Linked DNA regions of Sus scrofa: all the other regions are linked to region 2. The links are chromatin contacts, called in public promoter capture Hi-C maps. All regions are on one chromosome and are shown on one strand. The core of a region is the stretch at or near the end of the contact, and the rest is flanking DNA. Distances in the headings are between cores, read along the strand shown.

What was found. Promoter capture Hi-C pulls out the DNA fragments that hold promoters and counts their contacts.
Region 1: a contact with region 2 is called in a promoter capture Hi-C map of liver, with 2.3 times the contacts expected there. The contact joins the promoter of DAB2 here to the enhancer-like site in region 2. A contact is called at or near these places in 3 of 5 promoter capture datasets (fetal liver, fetal skeletal muscle and liver), 17 of 47 Hi-C or Micro-C datasets (adipocytes, alveolar macrophages, blood and 11 more) and 1 of 2 datasets of contacts at active chromatin or transcription factors (alveolar macrophages).
Region 3: a contact with region 2 is called in a promoter capture Hi-C map of liver, with 3 times the contacts expected there. The contact joins two enhancer-like sites. A contact is called at or near these places in 1 of 5 promoter capture datasets (liver), 1 of 47 Hi-C or Micro-C datasets (embryonic fibroblasts) and 1 of 2 datasets of contacts at active chromatin or transcription factors (alveolar macrophages).

Annotation. Positions count from the first base shown.
Region 1 is chr16:24,775,330-24,778,584 of Sscrofa11.1, forward strand. It overlaps DAB2 (disabled homolog 2), which reads right to left and starts at 1,608. Exons shown (of 16, transcript XM_021076650.1): 1 at 1,257-1,608. The region is part of intron 2 of LOC102163534 (a long non-coding RNA gene); the gene reads left to right.
Region 2 is chr16:24,587,246-24,590,180 of Sscrofa11.1, forward strand. No RefSeq gene overlaps it. Among named protein-coding and RNA genes, the nearest start is that of C9, 13 kb to the left of the region's middle. Within about 2 kb of position 1,401, at least 7 of the 83 cell types and tissues checked have an H3K27ac peak or open chromatin away from gene starts, as enhancers often do. A contact at or near this core is called in fetal liver and liver, where this site is marked.
Region 3 is chr16:24,379,253-24,382,175 of Sscrofa11.1, forward strand. All of the region lies in intron 3 of FYB (FYN-binding protein), which reads right to left. Among named protein-coding and RNA genes, the nearest start is that of FYB, 130 kb to the right of the region's middle. Within about 2 kb of position 1,414, at least 9 of the 83 cell types and tissues checked have an H3K27ac peak or open chromatin away from gene starts, as enhancers often do. A contact at or near this core is called in liver, where this site is marked.

The sequences.
Region 1 (3,255 bases), core at 358-2,857, 190 kb after region 2:
TTGGAAGCTATTTTTTTCTACTCCTGGGGCATCCTCGACAATAATGTATAAGCAACAATCACAGAAATGTGTACAAGAAACACTGATAATTGTCAAATTTTAGCCTCAGAAGGTTTTATGCATAAGGATTCTGTTGATGCTAGAAGGAACCAAGTCATCAGAGGTAGGTGGCCATGAGAATTAGCTAAAATGCATTAACATTTTCATAGTAACATATAGTAGCAAGTAGCATAGTATAATACATATAGCAACAAATAACATAGTCATCTAATTCTTAACTCTGTGCGAAGTCACATTGTGCGTTTGTAAGTAGGACTTCAAAACAACCCAATAAGAAATGGAAGAAAGGCTGTTTCTAAAGATAAGTAGTGAGTCTGGCCTCCCTACCTTTCTCTCTCTCAGTTTTTAAATGGGCTCAAGCAATTTGAAAACCAAAATTACTGGACAGAAATAATTACTGGGCAGAACTGAGATGCCTTATGTGGTGAGGGTAGGTAAATTTTTGTGAGGTTGTAACAATGGCTCTTTTTTATGCCCTGGAAGTCCAACATTAAACATCCACTTCCATCAGGGACTTTGGAATTGCAATATATCGAATGAGCTATGCTTTATTACATGCTGATGGAAGTAATCACGGCATAGTCACGCATTGCAGATGCTAGCAACTTCTTCCCTTTTGATGTAAAATATAACATGAAGTCTTTGCATTAAAGTCAGAGGTATAAAATCTGCTAGCATCTGTAAATATTTTATTCTTTAGGTACTCCCCGGTGCTGAAAATAAAATGTAGAGAACGTTGCCTGAATTTCTGAAATAACCTCCGACCAAGAAGAAACCACCCAGTTTCTTTATCATAACAGCTCCCCCTGCTGCTTCAAAGTGAGGCTTCGTGCCTATTTGCCGTTTTCCCTTCAGTCTTTGAGGGGCTCTGGAAGCATGGCTGGAAAACATTATCCTCAACTGAACCGTAGCCAGGAAAGTCTCAGGAGGGAATTCTTTCCTGACATAAAATTAAACCTGGCTTCAGCATATCTTCGGGGGGAAAAAGAAGGAAAACTTACTGTTGATGTTTCTTGGCTGGGCTTTCTTTCTGTTCTTAAAGCAACATTATTTTAGAAATCTGTAACAAAACCTGTCATCTGCCAAGTCAGCCCAAGCATCCCAGCCTCTCTCAGCTCAGCTCAGCTTTCTCGATCTTGCCTCCCTCCATGCAAACTGGGCGAAATTTATTCAAAAACAGATGCCTTTTAACTCACCTGTGGTAGAAGCAGTGACTGTCTCTTCCTTCCGTGGAAGGGAATCTGATGCCAAAAGTCCCACAGAGTCCAAGGCAGAGTGGCACCGATGTGGTGGTAGAGCTGCCAAGCCACAGAGTAACCAGGCCTCCAGGTGACTTGTCTTTTAGCCTTGCTGGATTGATAATTGTTGCACGACTTCAGCAGTGGCTCAGGAGCAACTGGCTGCAGGCAATATATTTTCAGGTCCAACTGGATGCACGGCTTATTTAGAGCAGAAAATCTGGGTGCTGTGGCCGTAGGAGGCCTCTGCCTCTCTGTGCCTGTGGAAGATGGTGTGATGAAGATTACTGTGTGACCTGATGCCACTGGAAGGAAGGTGCTGGGTTATTTATTCACCCAAGAGGCAGATGTTAGAATCACTGAGTTAAAAAAAAAAAAAATTGCCTCAATCCAGGGCGCTGATGCTCTGGTGGGTGAAAGACATCTTGCATCTCAAGCTGAGGCCAGATATACTGTTATCTACCAACCCAGTGCTGGTCCAGAGTCACCTTTTTCTCTGCCTTTCTATTCCCATCAAAAACAATGACTTAGAAAGTTTGTCAGTGGGTATGAGAGTATTACAGCAAGGGAACTGACACCATCAGAAGTTTTGTAGCACGCAGCATGATCATTATAGGTTCTGGAATGTTCAGGCACTGGTCTCTGGCTCTGAATGTGCTACTCTCATTAAAATGTATTTCTAGGATAAGAGAATGGTGTTTGGTATCATCTGTGCAGACCAGGAAACAGCATAGGACACACTTCACATACTCTGTTAGGAAGTGGCTGAGATGGGGGCTAACACACTGAGAACTTGCCTGCATGGCTTGGGTTTAAGACCTACTCCTAATTGTTTTCCTTGCTTAAGAACATCTCCCTCAACTGGCTTATGTAAGAGACTGCTTTTTGGATACGAAGGTATTCTCCATCTGAGACATTCATTTATCATTGTTATTATTATTTTGGCCACGTCCTATGGCATGCAGAAGTTCCTGGGCCAGGGATCAAAACCACACCATAGCAGTGTCTTAAGTTATAGCAGTGATAATGCCAGATCCTTAACCTGAAAGGCCACCAGGGAACTCCCTGAGACATTCATTCAAAATCTAAATATTTCAAGATAGTAAAGTAACATTATAGTGAACAGTGTTTTTAGCGGGAACAGTTAGCCAGTTAACTAACCACGCCCTGATGATGGGGATGACATTGGTGATTGGGAAGTGCTTCTTTGAAGAAGGTAGGTTGAGGCAGAAGGCTCAAGCCAGAGGCAGTGGGTGTTGAAGGGAGGGTTTTGGGGAGACAATAGGTGGGGAGACCTGGGCCTCTCTGGGACAAAATGAGAGCACTGTGAGCTAGCATTTGGCCAACAAGGATGGAAATCGTGAGGTCCATGAGGAGATAGGTTCAAGGAAGAGAGTAGAGTCGGAATATAAAATCACCTTCTCTCTCATAGTTTTCTGAGCCTAACCTGAGAACTGGTCCTGTTTTCCTCAATATCCAGATACTTACATAAAGTGATTTCATTGTTCCTCACCCTAATAGGTGATTTTCCCCTCCACTTGCTTGTGTAGGTCTCAGAATAAAGACTGGAGAGTTGGGTCCCAAAAGAGAGGGCCAGTTGTCACGACTTTAGCCTGCCTGTCATTGTCTCCTGCCTGGACCTATGCAGTTTTATTCTTTTCTCCACCCCCCCCCCATTCCAGATTCATCTCATACCCAAAGGCAACCCTGATGATGTCACTGGCCTACTAAAAGATATTACAGTTGGTCAGCGGAATAATTTCTCACCTATAGTAGGTTTATTTATTGTTAGAAACTACTTAGGCCTCTTTCCTGAGAGAGGATTATATATCTTTATCCAAGGCAATGTGACTTTTAGTGCCTCCTGGATTGAAGGGGTATCCTTTGCCCATGGATGTCAGGCTTGGCCATAGGCTTTATTTTGGCCAACAGAATATGAGCAGATATATGTCTTGTC
Region 2 (2,935 bases), core at 151-2,650:
TAAAGCCAAAAGCATGACTTCCCTGCCTCCCTTGCAACTTACAGTGGCCATGTGACCACATTCTGGCCATTAAGCCACAGCTGAAATCTGCTGGAAAGCCTTGGGGGAAACTGAAATGCCTGGTACCAGGAGCAGACCTTGAACGTCATGCCTTTCCCTTTCGGCCCTTCCTTGAATGGTAACATTGCATTTGGAACTATGCAGCCATCTTGTGACCATAAGCAAATCAAATTAAGAGACAGCCAAAAGCTACAAAAGTTGGAGTGAAAGCCAGGAGTCTGTGTCCTTGAGGGTCTTGCTGAGTTGCTGAGCCAACACCAGTAGTCAGCAATCTAGGCTTTCATGGGAAAAAACATAACCCCCTACTAAATTTAGCCACCACGAGCCTCCCCATTCCTGTTGTCCATTCACTACCAATGGTCATGTGGCCTATGAATGGTCTGCCTGTGTCCAAGGTCTTTTGTCAAAAGAAGAGAATTCCTCCTGCTTTTAGCCCTGCTGTTTCCACCATCAGGACTCTACACCAGTTTCACAGGCCAGTGACAGAGGTGAGAAGGCAAATGTCTTACCAGTCCTTCTATTCTCTTCCTCACCCCTCTCTGTTGGTTCCTGTCTCCCAACACTCCTCTTAGCTCCCCCCCAAACAAAAGGTTCTGTGATGATCAATCATTGTAAGTAGGTACCTGGTGGAGGCAGCCTCGGACACACTCCAGAAACATCCAAAACACAGCCTCAGCCCAGTAGGGTCACCCTCTAACTTTTGGAACAGCAGTCATTTTCCTTTCCTACAATTTGGGTAAAATAATAGTGATTGAAGTCAAGCAAATGAAAAAAAAAATTGACAGAAAACTCCATACTAACATAAAGAAAATTTAGTCATGAAAACTTTCAGAGGATTTTTTTCCCCCTCCTTGTATAGCCACTTCATCTGTGTCCCCCCAGAAGCCCAGTTTCTTTGCCACCGAGCAGTCCACACATCCCTGGAGATTGGCCCTCATAGGATTTCAGCACATAGCACAAAACTATTTAAGCACATAGTTTTAGAGAAGCAAGGGACAATGAAGGGGCTCAGTCCCTCATTAAGTGAGATGACCCATGGCTGAGCCTTGTCTGTCAGCACTGCTGTAATTAGGACATGTTAACAGGGCTGCTGCCACACAGCCTGTGTGTGTCCATGTGTGGCGTATCACCTTCGACCATGAGACTTACTTGTTTTTAACAGAAGGGAGTTCGTTAAAGCATAACATTTCCCAGCAAGAATTAGGTTTTTAATGATTGAGCAATCTCCTCCAACGGTTAAAATAGATTAAATATTCACCAGTGACTGTTGGAGAGCACCTGTCTTTCACCAGGAGACTTTGTAGTGAACCTGTTCCAGGAATATAGGTCAGAGTCCTCACTCCTCAGCTTACTGCAGGGTCAGCCAAACTCCTGAGTGAGCCACATCCTCTGTTTTTTTCCCCTCCTTGTGTTCCTCACAGGAAAGACACAGGATCTCACCACTCTGTCTGCGTCTGGAGATACCGCGGTTATCATTTGATGGGGAAGTCTGAAATCATTGACTGAGAAGCTCTCCCTACACAGCTGAATGAGACCTCAGCTTTGTCTCATTAGCCAGAAGGTGGTCACATGACCACAGTTAGGTACAAGGGAGGCTGGGGAAATCAAGCTTTTAGCTTTACCAACTTCTATAGAAAAGGTAGTTCAGGAGTTCCCGTCATGGCTCAGGGGTTAACGAATCTGACTAGGAACCATGAGGTTGCAGGTTCGATCCCTGGCCTTGCTCAGTGGGTTAAGATTGTGGCATTGCCGTGAGCTGTGGTGTAGGTCGCAGACATGGCGCAGATCCTGGGCTCTGGTGTAGGCCGGCGGCTACAGCTCTGATTAGACCCCTAGCCTGGGAACGTCCATATGCTGCAGGAGCAGCCCCAGAAAAGGCAAAAAGGCAAAAAAAAAAAAAGTATTTCAGATGTACAGTTTTGCAATAAAATACCACGGAAACCATTCACTGAGAGTTGAAGCAGATTGTAGCCATTTTAAAGCACTGGATGACATTCTCAGATGAGCTGGAATGGTAACAGATCCCACCTGGCAGAATTACAGTAGCAGCAGAATGAAGTTATGTTGGGAAAAATGGTAAAGCCCTTCACAAATGCAAACTTATCTTGAGGAAAGTAATACTTTCTCCCTTTGTCTTGCTTATATGTGAGGAATTGGGAGGCACGCTGGCTTAAAGTTCAGTGTTTAGCTTAGATCTATGAGACGCCTAAATGAAACCTTCTTCAGGGATAACAGGGTTACCCCAAGAGCTGAACTTGCAGCCCGCTGAACATCACTGCTACTAAAGACTCTGAAAAGGAGGTCTGTTTTCACTTTGCAGGGACACTTCAGTAAGCACCTCCTTCTGCTGGGTCAACAGAAGTTCCTACTGCACTTAAGTTAGTGTTATCCCCTTGCACACATGAGCAAGGGTTAATCTCTGGTAAGATCTTGCTTAAGCCACATGGAAATATCACTGAGGTTCAGTGGCTTAGATATACTGCAGAGCATCCAGATAAGCCAGATAACTTGTGCAACATGCTCTTAGCAGCAGCCTTCTCCAGCTCATCTGTGGCTTAGTGGAAGCTGCTTATGTGTGGAGACTGTTTCTCTGTATTCTATTCATTGTTGCCAGAAAGACACCAAATGTTTCAGTTAAGGGGAAAGGTAAGGCAATATTGCCAAACACCCCATAACAGTAAATGTCTATCAATGACACCTACCCCGCCAAGTTCATCTTATTCCTTAGAGAAGTCAAAGTTAATACCAAGACTTCTATGCTCAAGCAAGGTCGGCCTTAGGGTCATCTTCCCTGTGGCTCTAGGTCTTCTTGAAATGAATGAGAGCCTTGAACTTTTAAACAGGGGAGAGTGTTTAAGAGTGTCCTAGCGCTAAG
Region 3 (2,923 bases), core at 164-2,663, 210 kb before region 2:
CCCCTAGCCTAGGAACCTCCAAATGCCATGGGCGCTGCCTTAAAAAGACAAAAGGCCAAAAAAAAAAAAAAAAAAAAAAAAAAAGAATTCGGGTTTCATCTCTGGCCTTGCTCAGTGGGTTAAGGATCTGGTGTTGCCATGAGCTGTGGTGTAGGTGGCAGACGTGGCTCGGATGCCGCACTGCTGTGGCTGTGGTGTAGGCTGGCAGCTGCAACTCTGATTCGACTCCTAGCTTGAGAACTTCCATATGCTGTGGGTGTGGCCCTAAAAAGCAAAAAATATATATATATGTACTACTGGGGTTGCAGTTTACTTCCTGAAACACTTGGATGAATAACAAATATTTGCAAAATGAAGGGTGTCTGCACAGCACATTTAAACCTATGTGCCTGCACTTGAATGCAAATCATTTATACTTGGGGATAATGTTTGCATGCACATGCATATTCATGGACCCAACATTATAGCATACAAATTTTATTTAATTTTATATAGGTCTGAATTCACCTGTGAATTCATAGGTTTAATATGTAGAAGTGAAAATCGTCACTAAATAGGAAATAGGGTTAAGAATAGGAATAGCAGTGAAGGATAAAAGATGAAGGGGAGAGACAGGTGAGTGTCATGGACAGACCGAGATCAAACTGTCACCAATTGCTCAAAGAAAGTGTTCCAGGCATTGAGAAAAGCTCCACAGAGTTAAAGAGACCAATAACAAAATTAGTCACATCCCAAGTCCTAGAAAACAAAGCAGAGGGAGCAGTCTAAGAAGAAAAGGAAGCTTTTCTTCCTCAGCTGTTACAATAGGACATCTATTCGAGAAGGCCTTTCACCACAGTTCTTTGTTTTTATGCATGCAGAATTAAATTGGAGAGGCAAAATCAATGTAATGTTCTGACTGTCATGTTTCGAAAGCTATTAGAGCTCTATTTCCTGACATTTGAAGATGTGAAGTTGTTGACCTTTAAACTTTATTGGCTATTCATGACCTTTATTCATGGCTTCAGCCTCTCATTGTCAGTTTTTTTTAAGAATCAGGAGGAAATCAAGTGACACAGAAAACTTTGTGCCATACCTGCCCTCACTGAGAACGAAATCCTGTGAACTTTTCTCTGGAACATGTCTTCTGGTATTTAACGCATGAGGAATTACAAAACTATGAATTGTTTAAGCCAATGCTCTCCCAGTGGACTTAGGTAAGACTGCCTGGTCATGGATGACTGATATGGCAAGGCTTCAATTCCAGAAAATGTTAAGCATTCCTAATTGATAAAAAGGTTATGGTGGTAAATTCTTACTTTTCCTCCAAATTTAGAGCCAGGAAAAAAAAAAAAAATCTTACACTGACTAAGAATGACCTCAGGGTAAGAACTGTTCAGCGTTTCCTTTTCCAACCTTAGTCATTTCCATTATTTATTACTTCTTATTACTTCACTTTTCCTGTCTCATTACTATTAATAACCATATAATTTGCTTCGTATACCAAAGTATTCATCCTCTGGTTCTGTTTTCACATGAAGAATTATACTGTTAAATTTTTAATTAATTTCTGAAAATGGTACCCAGAGATATGTTACCCTAAAGATGTGGATTTGAACAGTGAAAATGATAAACAAGCTCTTTTGACCCATTTCAGTTCCTCTTCAGCTGTGTAAAAGAGCAGAAAGTAGAGCTAGCCGATATCTGACCACTAGGTGGAGAAACAATACAATTTAAAACACACTCTAACTGGCCTCAACTACTTTCCTTTTGAAGATGTTTATTATTTTTAATTCTCACCTGCCTCCAATCCTTTACACTCTCGGGGCGTTCTGACCCAAAGGAGAAAATTACAAGTGACTTCTGGGAAGTAAGCAGATGATAAAAGGTCAAGCTATCTCCTGAAATTCTTGCTTTGATCCCAATTAGAGATTCGTTTTCTTGCCTGAAGTAATCCAGACTCCACAGCCTGGGGAGAACTGTGAACCTTATCACTTATGCCTTTGGGAAGCCAGTCCCTGAGCTTCAGTTCTTAGTAGTTGTAGTCCTTGGTCCCAGGAATTCTCTCTCCACCATTACGATTTCCACAAGTGTAGAAACATACTGTTATTTCTACCATCTTTTTTTTTTTTTTTTTTTTTTTTTGGCTGGGCTGTGGCACATGGAGTATCCATTGTTTTGTGACCTATGCAACTGCGGGAACTGCTGTGCTGGGCAGGGGACTGAACCTGCATCCCCGCACTGCAGAGACATCGCCAATCCCCTTGCATTGGGAACTCCTATCTCTTTTCCTTTAATTTTTTTTAGGGCCGTGTCTGCAGCATATGGAAGTTCCCAGGCTAGAGGTGGAATTGGGGCTGTGGCTGCCAGCCTACACCACAGAGGGCAATGTGGGATCCGAGCTACATCTGTGACCTACACCACAGCTCACGGCAACGCCGAATCCTTACTTAGCTGACAACCGATCACTGCCTCCCCCTTAGGAGTTCTAGCTTTACTTGGCTCCAAGGACACCACACTCAGATCTTTCCTACGTCCTTGGTTGCTCCTTTTTATCCTCCTTTGCAGAATTTCCTTCTCCCAGGCCTGGTGGATTTTGAGCGTCCTGGGGTTCAGTTCTTCCTCTGCTTATACTCACTTCCTTGGTGATCTTCAGTTTCATGACTTTAAGTGTGGGATATATGACCATACTCTCAAATATGTATTTTTTATTTTTGCTTTTTAGGTCCACACCTGTGGCATATGGAAGCCCCCAGGTTAGGAATTGAGTCAGAGTTACAGCTGCCAGCCTATACCACAGTCATAGCAACTCGGGACCCAAGCCGTGTCTGTGACCTACACTGCAGCCACAGCAAAGCTGGATCCTTAACCCACTGAGCGAGACCAGGGATCGAATCTGCATCCTCATGGATACAAGTTGGATTTATTTCTCTTGCACCACAAC